Linked DNA regions of Hordeum vulgare: region 1 is linked to region 2. A link is a contact called in public Hi-C data. All regions are on one chromosome and are shown on one strand. The core of a region is the stretch at or near the end of the contact, and the rest is flanking DNA. Distances in the headings are between cores, read along the strand shown.

Evidence for each region. A called contact is a pair of places that touch in the nucleus more often than the background predicts.
Region 1: a Hi-C map of seedling shows a contact between it and region 2, with 2.0 times the contacts expected there. The contact joins two enhancer-like sites.

Annotation. Positions count from the first base shown.
Region 1 is chr1H:465,685,329-465,689,586 of MorexV3_pseudomolecules_assembly, forward strand. No RefSeq gene overlaps it. Among protein-coding and RNA genes, the nearest start is that of LOC123445718, 95 kb to the right of the region's middle. Within about 2 kb of position 2,458, at least 3 of the 3 cell types and tissues checked have open chromatin away from gene starts, as enhancers often do. A contact at or near this core is called in seedling, where this site is marked.
Region 2 is chr1H:465,309,379-465,313,313 of MorexV3_pseudomolecules_assembly, forward strand. No RefSeq gene overlaps it. Among protein-coding and RNA genes, the nearest start is that of LOC123445699, 8.2 kb to the right of the region's middle. Within about 2 kb of position 1,438, at least 3 of the 3 cell types and tissues checked have open chromatin away from gene starts, as enhancers often do. A contact at or near this core is called in seedling, where this site is marked.

The DNA of each region.
Region 1 (4,258 bases), core at 1,208-3,707, 380 kb after region 2:
CACAACAGCGACCACAAAGCGTACACGGGATCAAGGCGGGTTGACACACATGAGCAAGGCAAGGCGGCCGACGAGCTCTCGGGATGTTGCATCACGTCCAGCACAACCGGCGAGGAAGACCGGAGTAACGTCTCCAACAACGACCACGACAGGCGGTCGTTGGCATTGTGGGAAGGACTCCTCATGGCCATGGTAATGGGGCTTGAGGCACTAGGAGCTTCGCAGGCATGTCTGGTTGCCGAGGGAAACAACATGGCCAACTGATATCGTCAAAGTGGTAGATCACGGCGCAATGGCGACCGATCGAAGGCGAAGAAGATGACCATGCAACGACATAATAGAGGCGTCCCACGTCGACTCATTCCATGGGGTGTGCAAGGCAAGCTTGGGGCACCTAGACATGAAGATTTGGCACGAGGAGCCAATTGGCCGCGCGAAGAAGAAGACGACAGTTGTTGGTGCACGCATGCATGTCGTTATTGCTTCTGCTGCTAGTGCACGCATATGAAGAGTTTAAAGGGAGGGAGAGGAAGAGAGCAGGCCAGCAGGGTGCAAGAGGGGGTCGAAGCGGCATGGCACCTCACCCTCAATGAGCTTGCTTCTGGCCGAATGTGCCACCATGGAACATGAGAGAGAGAGAGGGGTCATCTTTTTTTTCTACACTATAGTGGGTCATACACGTAAGTGCTAGAGAGATGACAGAATGGATTTTTTTTATAGGGGCAAGGAGGCAACCTGCAAGTGACATATGCAAACAAGGAAAAATATATACAAAAAGCTTGTTGTAGACGTCTAAAAGGCCTTTCACTAGACAAAAAGAACACAAAAGGATATTTTCCTAAGGACAAAAAAGGGAAGAGGGGCAAAGGTTAACATTCTTTTTATTATAGGTAAAGATGAGATTGAAAGCTAATATTAGGGGGGAGACAAAAATGTCCCATAATTATAACTAGCAAACATGTGTACAAGAGGAGACAAATAAATTACGCACTAGCCAAATAAGTATGACTCAATATCCCGACATATGAGCGTTTTCTATTTTCACACGTGGCTCACCATGTTGCCACTTATCCTTTTTCCCACCCTCCCTCGTGATGGCCACGATATCCACGTGATCACTATGCATTCGGCGTGGTAAATCCCAAGGCTATGAGCTTGTCACTACACGTCACATTTGTCGTTGTGTTTTGCAAGGGAACGTTAAAACTTTTAAAACAAATCTCATCAACCGCGAACTACTCTCAATGCCTAGACATATAAAGACTTTCCAAAACTACTCAAATCCTAGAAATAAAAGAATGTTTAATCGGCAAACAGTTTTTCGAGTCGACACACATTTGTTTTTTAATGCACGAACATTATTTTGTTTACACAATTTTTTGAAATGCATGAGCAATTTTAAAATTCATAAATATTTTATGACTCAACAAACATTTGTCGAATCAATGGATTTGAAAAAAATGGGGAACCAATTTGCATTTTTTTATTTTTGATAACATTTTCTAAATTTCATGTAATTATTTTTTGGATTGACGAATATGTTTTGAATACACGATCATTTTTTCAAAATCATGAAATTAGTTTTATTTTCTGACCATTTTTTCCCAAATATGATTTTTGTTTTCATAATTTGCGAGCAGATTTGTAAAACCACTACAATTCGTTGAATCAATGAAAAAATTATGAATTCCTGAATAACTTTTTGAATTCACATACTTTGGAAAGAAAATCGCAAGGCACTAATGATGGAAATTCTAAAAAAAAACGGGCAACTTTTTAAAGTACAGAAATCCTGAATTAATTTAATGAAAAACAAAAACAGAAATGAAAGAAAATAGGGAGTCCAACACCACACATGAACGCATATGGGGGGGGGGGGGACGTCGGAAATTTGTGGAACCTAGGGGTCAAACCGTAGCTCGAGGGTGGAAGTGTTAGGCTTTAGGCACTCTTGCACTTATGTGTCCATGGATTCTATGGGTGTCATTTTTATAAAAGAATTAAGTACGACAGGTGACTTTGGAAAGAAATATCGCATCGTTTTCTTCATTTATGTATATGGCATAGTGGATAATTTATAGCAATTTCAAGGTGGTTTTGGGATGGATGGACATAAGCACTAATCCCTCTACAAGTAGGTAGGTATAGATATCCTGGAAATGACAATTGTGGGTGCTACTAAAAGTTTGTTGGGAAACTCCTACACTTTACATATATATAAAAAATGAAAAAGAAAATGAAGACATCAATTGGACCAAAAAAACATATTCATATGATACTACTAAAGAGCCATAAAAACTGTTATTTTGGACCTCATTTTAGCTCATCATCGCTTTCTGCGGGCTGCATGTGCTGATTGCGCTTAGCTCGCTTGACATTGAAGGGATGGCGCCTCGGAGCCCAGCTAGCATGGCCAGATGCTGTGGGGAGCGGAAAATCCTATTGGCTGCTCGTTGCGAAATGGTGTCGGGGTTTTCGCACAGGATACTCGATGATCGTTCCGGAGTGGGCCGGCCCGTTTAACGTTCCAAGGCTCCCGGTTTTGAAAACCTTTCCAGCTGGGGTTTTTCAGTTTTGGGAAACTTCTAAAAGGTTCCATAAACCGGTTTTTTTATTTTCTTTTTTCTTTTTTATCATTTTTGTTTCTGTTTCAAAAAATGTTCAGGGTTTCCAAAACTTGTACTGTATTTTCAAACAATGATCTGAACTTTCAAACAATATTTGGGATTTCCAAAAATAGTTCTTCAAAATAGAAAATTGTTTTTCCTTTTAAAAATAATCTTCTCGATATTTTAGAAAAATGTGGATTTTAAAATAATGTTATGTATTTTCATGAATTGTTCTTCAAACTCGAAAGTTGTTTTTGCTTTTTTAAAAAATGTTCCGGATTTTCAAAAAATGCTCAGAAATTTCAAAATGTCTTCTGGATTTTCAAAAATTGTTCTTAAAATTGTAAAAATATTACTGCGTTTTATACTTTTTTTATAAAATTCAAATAGTTTCTGTTTTCCAAAAACATTCATAACTTCAGAAATTGTTCAGGGTTCTACGAAAATGCTCAGTATTTTCAAAAAAACATTTGCTATTTTCTAAATAATCTGGGTATTTTCTAAAAATGTTCGGATTATCAGAATATTGTTCAGTTTCTTAACAAATTTGTGTTCGATTTTTTTCTTAAATTTAGAAAAAAAAATTGAATTACAAAAATGTTCCTGCTTTTCGAATATGTTCCAAATTTGAATTTCAAACTTCGTTCATAATTTTATAAAATGTACTGAGTTTTTTAAAAAATATTCTTCATGTTCTAAAAATATATTTGCGTCAAATAAAAATAAAAGGGAAAAAGTAAAATCGAAAAAAGAAAGGACATAAGCAGAAAAGGAAAAAAAGTAAAAAAATATTATTTTGAGACAAACAGGAAAACTGCGCAGTCCCAGTTGGGGCGAGCCCCTGTGCGTGCTAGCGCCTCAGAATGCGGCAGCTGGAAGCTACCGTCGCGAGTTCCCAATTGGCCTTAGCTAGCCACACATAACAGGAGACCCAGTAACTTCTGCACGAAAAGAAAACATGAAACAAAAGGATTACTCTTAGTTGAAATTGGGATCGTTGAAAATCAAACTCAGGACCACAAATGTTGCCGATGTAACGCACTTACTACTAGATCAAATTGCTTTTGTTTCCACTTATAAGAAAATTGTGCTAGTTAACATTTTGCTTAGTAAAACGTTAACGGATACGCAATATAAATTATCCGAAAAAGCAAAACATTACTCTAACAAATTGATTTTGGAAAAAAATGTTCACAAACTTGAAAAAGTACAATAATTTGAAGAAAAGAAATCATCAATTTCGAAAAACGTTCATCACAAAAATTCATGATTTTTGTAAAAGTCACACATTCGTTAAAAACATCGATTTTGGAAAAAAACTCATTGATTTAGAAAAATAAGCTTATGGATTTTTCCTAAAAAGTCAATTGACTTCAAAATTTTCACCAAATTTGGATAAAAGTTCAACAAACATTTTTTTTATCGATTTTGTGAGAAGTTTAAGTTTTTGGAAAACATTCATTCAAATGTTCAAAAAGTTCAGAAATCCTGAAAAAGTTCATGCATTTTGAAAAAAGTTTGACGATTTTGAAGAAAAAGTTCATCAATTTAAAATCATGCATTTAATAAAAAAATAGAAAAGGAAAAAAAGGGAATGTTAACTGTAGAAAGAATAAAAGAGCGAAGGAATTTAGTTTCTACAAGTGTGG
Region 2 (3,935 bases), core at 188-2,687:
ACGGCTCGCTTTCTGCAAATGTCGTATTTGACACAGGGGCCGGTTATAGGCAAACTTTGCTAGCAGGCACCTGCAGCGCTTTCGTGATGGGCCGATCCATCTAGAAATCCTGTATGTGTTAGTCTGTGAACTTTTTTTCAAATTGATGATTTTTTTTTAAACCATGATATATTTTGAAATCGGTGAACTTTTCTGGAAAATCGGTAGACATATTTTTAAATTAGTGAACTTTTCAAAATCAATGAACTGTTTTTAAAAATTGATGAAGTTCCTTTCAAAATCGATGATTTTTTTCCCGAATTCTATGAACTTTCTGATAATCTATGAACATATTTTAAAAATTGGTGAACTTTTTTTCATAATCATTGAATTTTTTTCGCAAATCTAAACTTTTTAAAATTTTGTGCAACTTTTTTTGATTTTTTAATGATGAACTACACTCTACATGGATCGACCCACGAGGAGGGGCACTACAGGCGCCGGTTTCCCAAGTGACGCTAAAGGCGCCACATACGAGCTCCCCGCTTTCTGCGAATTAAGAGAGAAAAAAAGTCAGATGAAGTGATCCAGCTCGGACTTGCTTCAGGCGCTGGTTTCCAAAAAACCTTTAGGGCATGTACAATGGTGCTATTTTAGGAGTGTCGCATAGGATAAATGATGAGGTGGGAAAGAGAGGACTCAAAAAAAGAATTTGCCTTCTTTTATTTAAGAGAAGACCAAAGGTGATCTCTTAGCACAATATGTCTCACCATGCTTTTAAAAATAACTAATTATAAAATATTAGGCTAAGAGATGATTCATTGTAGACTTTTTTTTGTCATCTTTAAATTACATACAAGATTTAAAATTAGACTATTTTATCAATCATTGTACATGCCCTAAAACCAACGACAGCAGGCCTCACGGCCAGCCCATCCCATAGGAATACCCCAGCACGCGAGGGTTTCGCGGGAGGTCGCTCCCATGCGACCTGCGCGTCAAATAGGAGGCGCCGTCAGAACTACCCTTCTCTACTCCTGTGTTCCAGTGGCCAAGATCAAATTGGAGAGGCTAGGGCGGTAAGCCGTGGTGGTTTTGGCAAAGTTCTATCACAAATCGCTAGCTCAGACTCGGAGCTGAATTGGCGAATTGCTGATGCCAAAGAAACACTAATCGCTTTTCATGGTCAATCAATCCGGCGGGGCCGCGACAACAGCTACAGGGACATCGACGATATGGGCAGTTTGGGCTCGCGACAGGAGTCGAACTTATCCGTCGAGTAGCCGCACGTCCCGAAGCCACTGGCACCAACTCGCGCGCGCACGCAAGTCTCTCGAGTCTCGAGTCTTCCACGACGTTGTCCAATTCAATTGCCCATGCCGGCTACTCCCACCCATACGGCCATACCGGACGGATAGCGACGGAGGCACAATCCAGTAGTAGAAGCAGAAAGTGAAGTGCGATGCCATGGTGTCTTACCTCAAAGCCTCAGTGTATCGTGAGCGACATGGGGAACGCGTGATACGGACACTAGGAACGCGTGATATGGATGAGTAGGTGAGAGCATCTACACCCGCACGATATTTCAAACCCGTCTAGCAACTCTGACCGAGAGCCTATTTTTGTCCGTTCATGTCCGTTTAAATCGTCGCAGACATAAAATGTAGCTTAACACGTCGACAAAAAGACGTATGTCCGCTTTTCATTCTTTCGCGATCCATTCCAGAACCAAATTTTGATGGCATTTACGTCGCCCACCCTCTTCTTCCCTGCCCGAGTCGGTGGCACGTACGTCATCCTCTTCCTCTTTCGTCTCCAAAACACCCGCCCGCCCCTGCCTCCCACCTTCGCCACCCGTTTCTACCGGCACTGCCAGCCATCCGGGTCGCGGACTCCTCCCGACAGCCTCGTCTCCCGCAGTTGCCGCCAAGCTCCGCCACTTTCTCTCAACGGGAGGCTCCTCTCCGACCGGTGTCTTTCACAATGCCCGCAAAGTGTTCGACGCTTTGTCCAAGGTATAAATGGACTTCGATGATGAGTATTTTTTCTACAACGTTCTTTTGAACTCGGATGATTCTTCATTTGATGATGAGGACCTGCTGGCGGCTGCGTTGGTCATCCATGACCACGTAAGCATGGAGCGGACATAGTTCAAGCGCTCCATGCCAGGGCACACGCCGGCACTGAATCATAACCAGGAGAGTGATCATTTCCTCTTCTGGAAAGACTATTTCGAGACTCCAAATTCGTTCTTCAAACATCACTTGTTCCGTCGTCTTTTTGGGATGGCTAGACATGTTTTCAAATGTATTCGAGAGGGGGTGGTTAAGTAGGATAACTATTTCGAGTGCAAGACGGATGTCCTTGGAAAGATTGCATTCTCCTTTTATCAAAAATGCACTGTTGCCATTCAGATGCTTACATATGATGTCCCCGGCAATCTCATTGATGACTATGTTTGGATGAGTGAGTCAACCTGCCTTGAGTCCATGTATAGATCCTGCAGGGCTATCATAGTTGTGTTTAGACCAGAGTCCTTGAGAGAGCCAACAGTTGTCGATACAACACGGTTGTTTTTTATGAATGTCAGTAGAGGGCTCCCGGGAATGCTTGGTAGCATAGATTGTATGCATTAAAAGTGGAAGAACAATCTTTTTTCTTGGCAAGGGCAGTATAAAGGCCATGTACGAGCTTGCACTGTCATACTTGAGGCCATAGATTCTCAAGATCTCTCGATTTGCACGCTCTCTTCGGCATGGCTGGATCTCACAACGATATCAATGTGCTCCAGCGTTCTCCGGTGTTTGTTAGGATGGTAGAAGGCAATTGTCCGAAAGTTAAGGCAATTGTTCGGAGGTTAATGTTGAGATCAATAGCCACCAATCCCTAGAGTTTGGAATGGAGGATTGAGCGACGGTAGGAAAAATGATTGGAATATAAAGGGTCGAGTTAAGATTATCACCGACGAGCCATTAAGTATGGTAAGTTGGTTTTAATCTATATTACACACCATGTACTTCATCTAGTACTTTTTACTCCGCATATAAGATTTAACGAAGTATTGCAACATATTGCAAATAATTAATTTGCAATATCCTTTTTACCCGTACTCAAGAAACTGAACTTCAAGTTTGAAAAATAATTAATTTGCAACATATTGCAAATAACCTGCCAGATTCATTTACTGACTATAAAGGTGTTACAAAATCCTACAATCCTGCCAGAAATGCGCCCGAAAGAGTGGAGGTACCAACAAAAACCACTCAACCCCCTGTTCAAAGGAAGAGGGGGAGAAATACGGCCACATAACAGGATTCAGCTTCTCGCAAACAACAAAGGAAACAGAGGAAGAAACCCTGTGAACCAGTAAATGTAAATCAACCTAGCGTTGATAATCATCAAATGGGTAATGAACACCCAGTGAAAGAACGGCCCCCACAACCCAGCTCAGTTGTGCACTCAATGACTGGGACATCGGAAAACCCTGACTCAATCGTATTGGCAAATCACGACCAGTCAACATGGGTAAATGAAATTTACACCAACTACATGGATTCTGGAGAATGTTACAATCGTAAGTCTACTACTGTCGACATATATTTCTCAACTACAGTTACAGACAACCTTCTAAATGATCATGATCCAAAGACCATGGCAGAGTGCAAGAAACGCTCCGACTGGCCTAAATGGAAGGATGCAATCCAAGTAGAGTTAGCCTCGCTCAATAAACGAAAGGTATTCACTGAAGCAATACCTACACCTCCCAGAGTTTTCCCTGTGGGATTCAAACGGGTTTTCGTCCGTAAAAGAAACGAGAACAACGAGGTGGTGAGATATAAAGCAAGGATTGCAGCCCAAGGTTTCACGCAGAGACCAGGCATTGTTTTCAATGAAACATACTCTCCAGTAATGAGTGGTATTACTTTCTGATACCTTATTTCTATGGCAGTACAAAA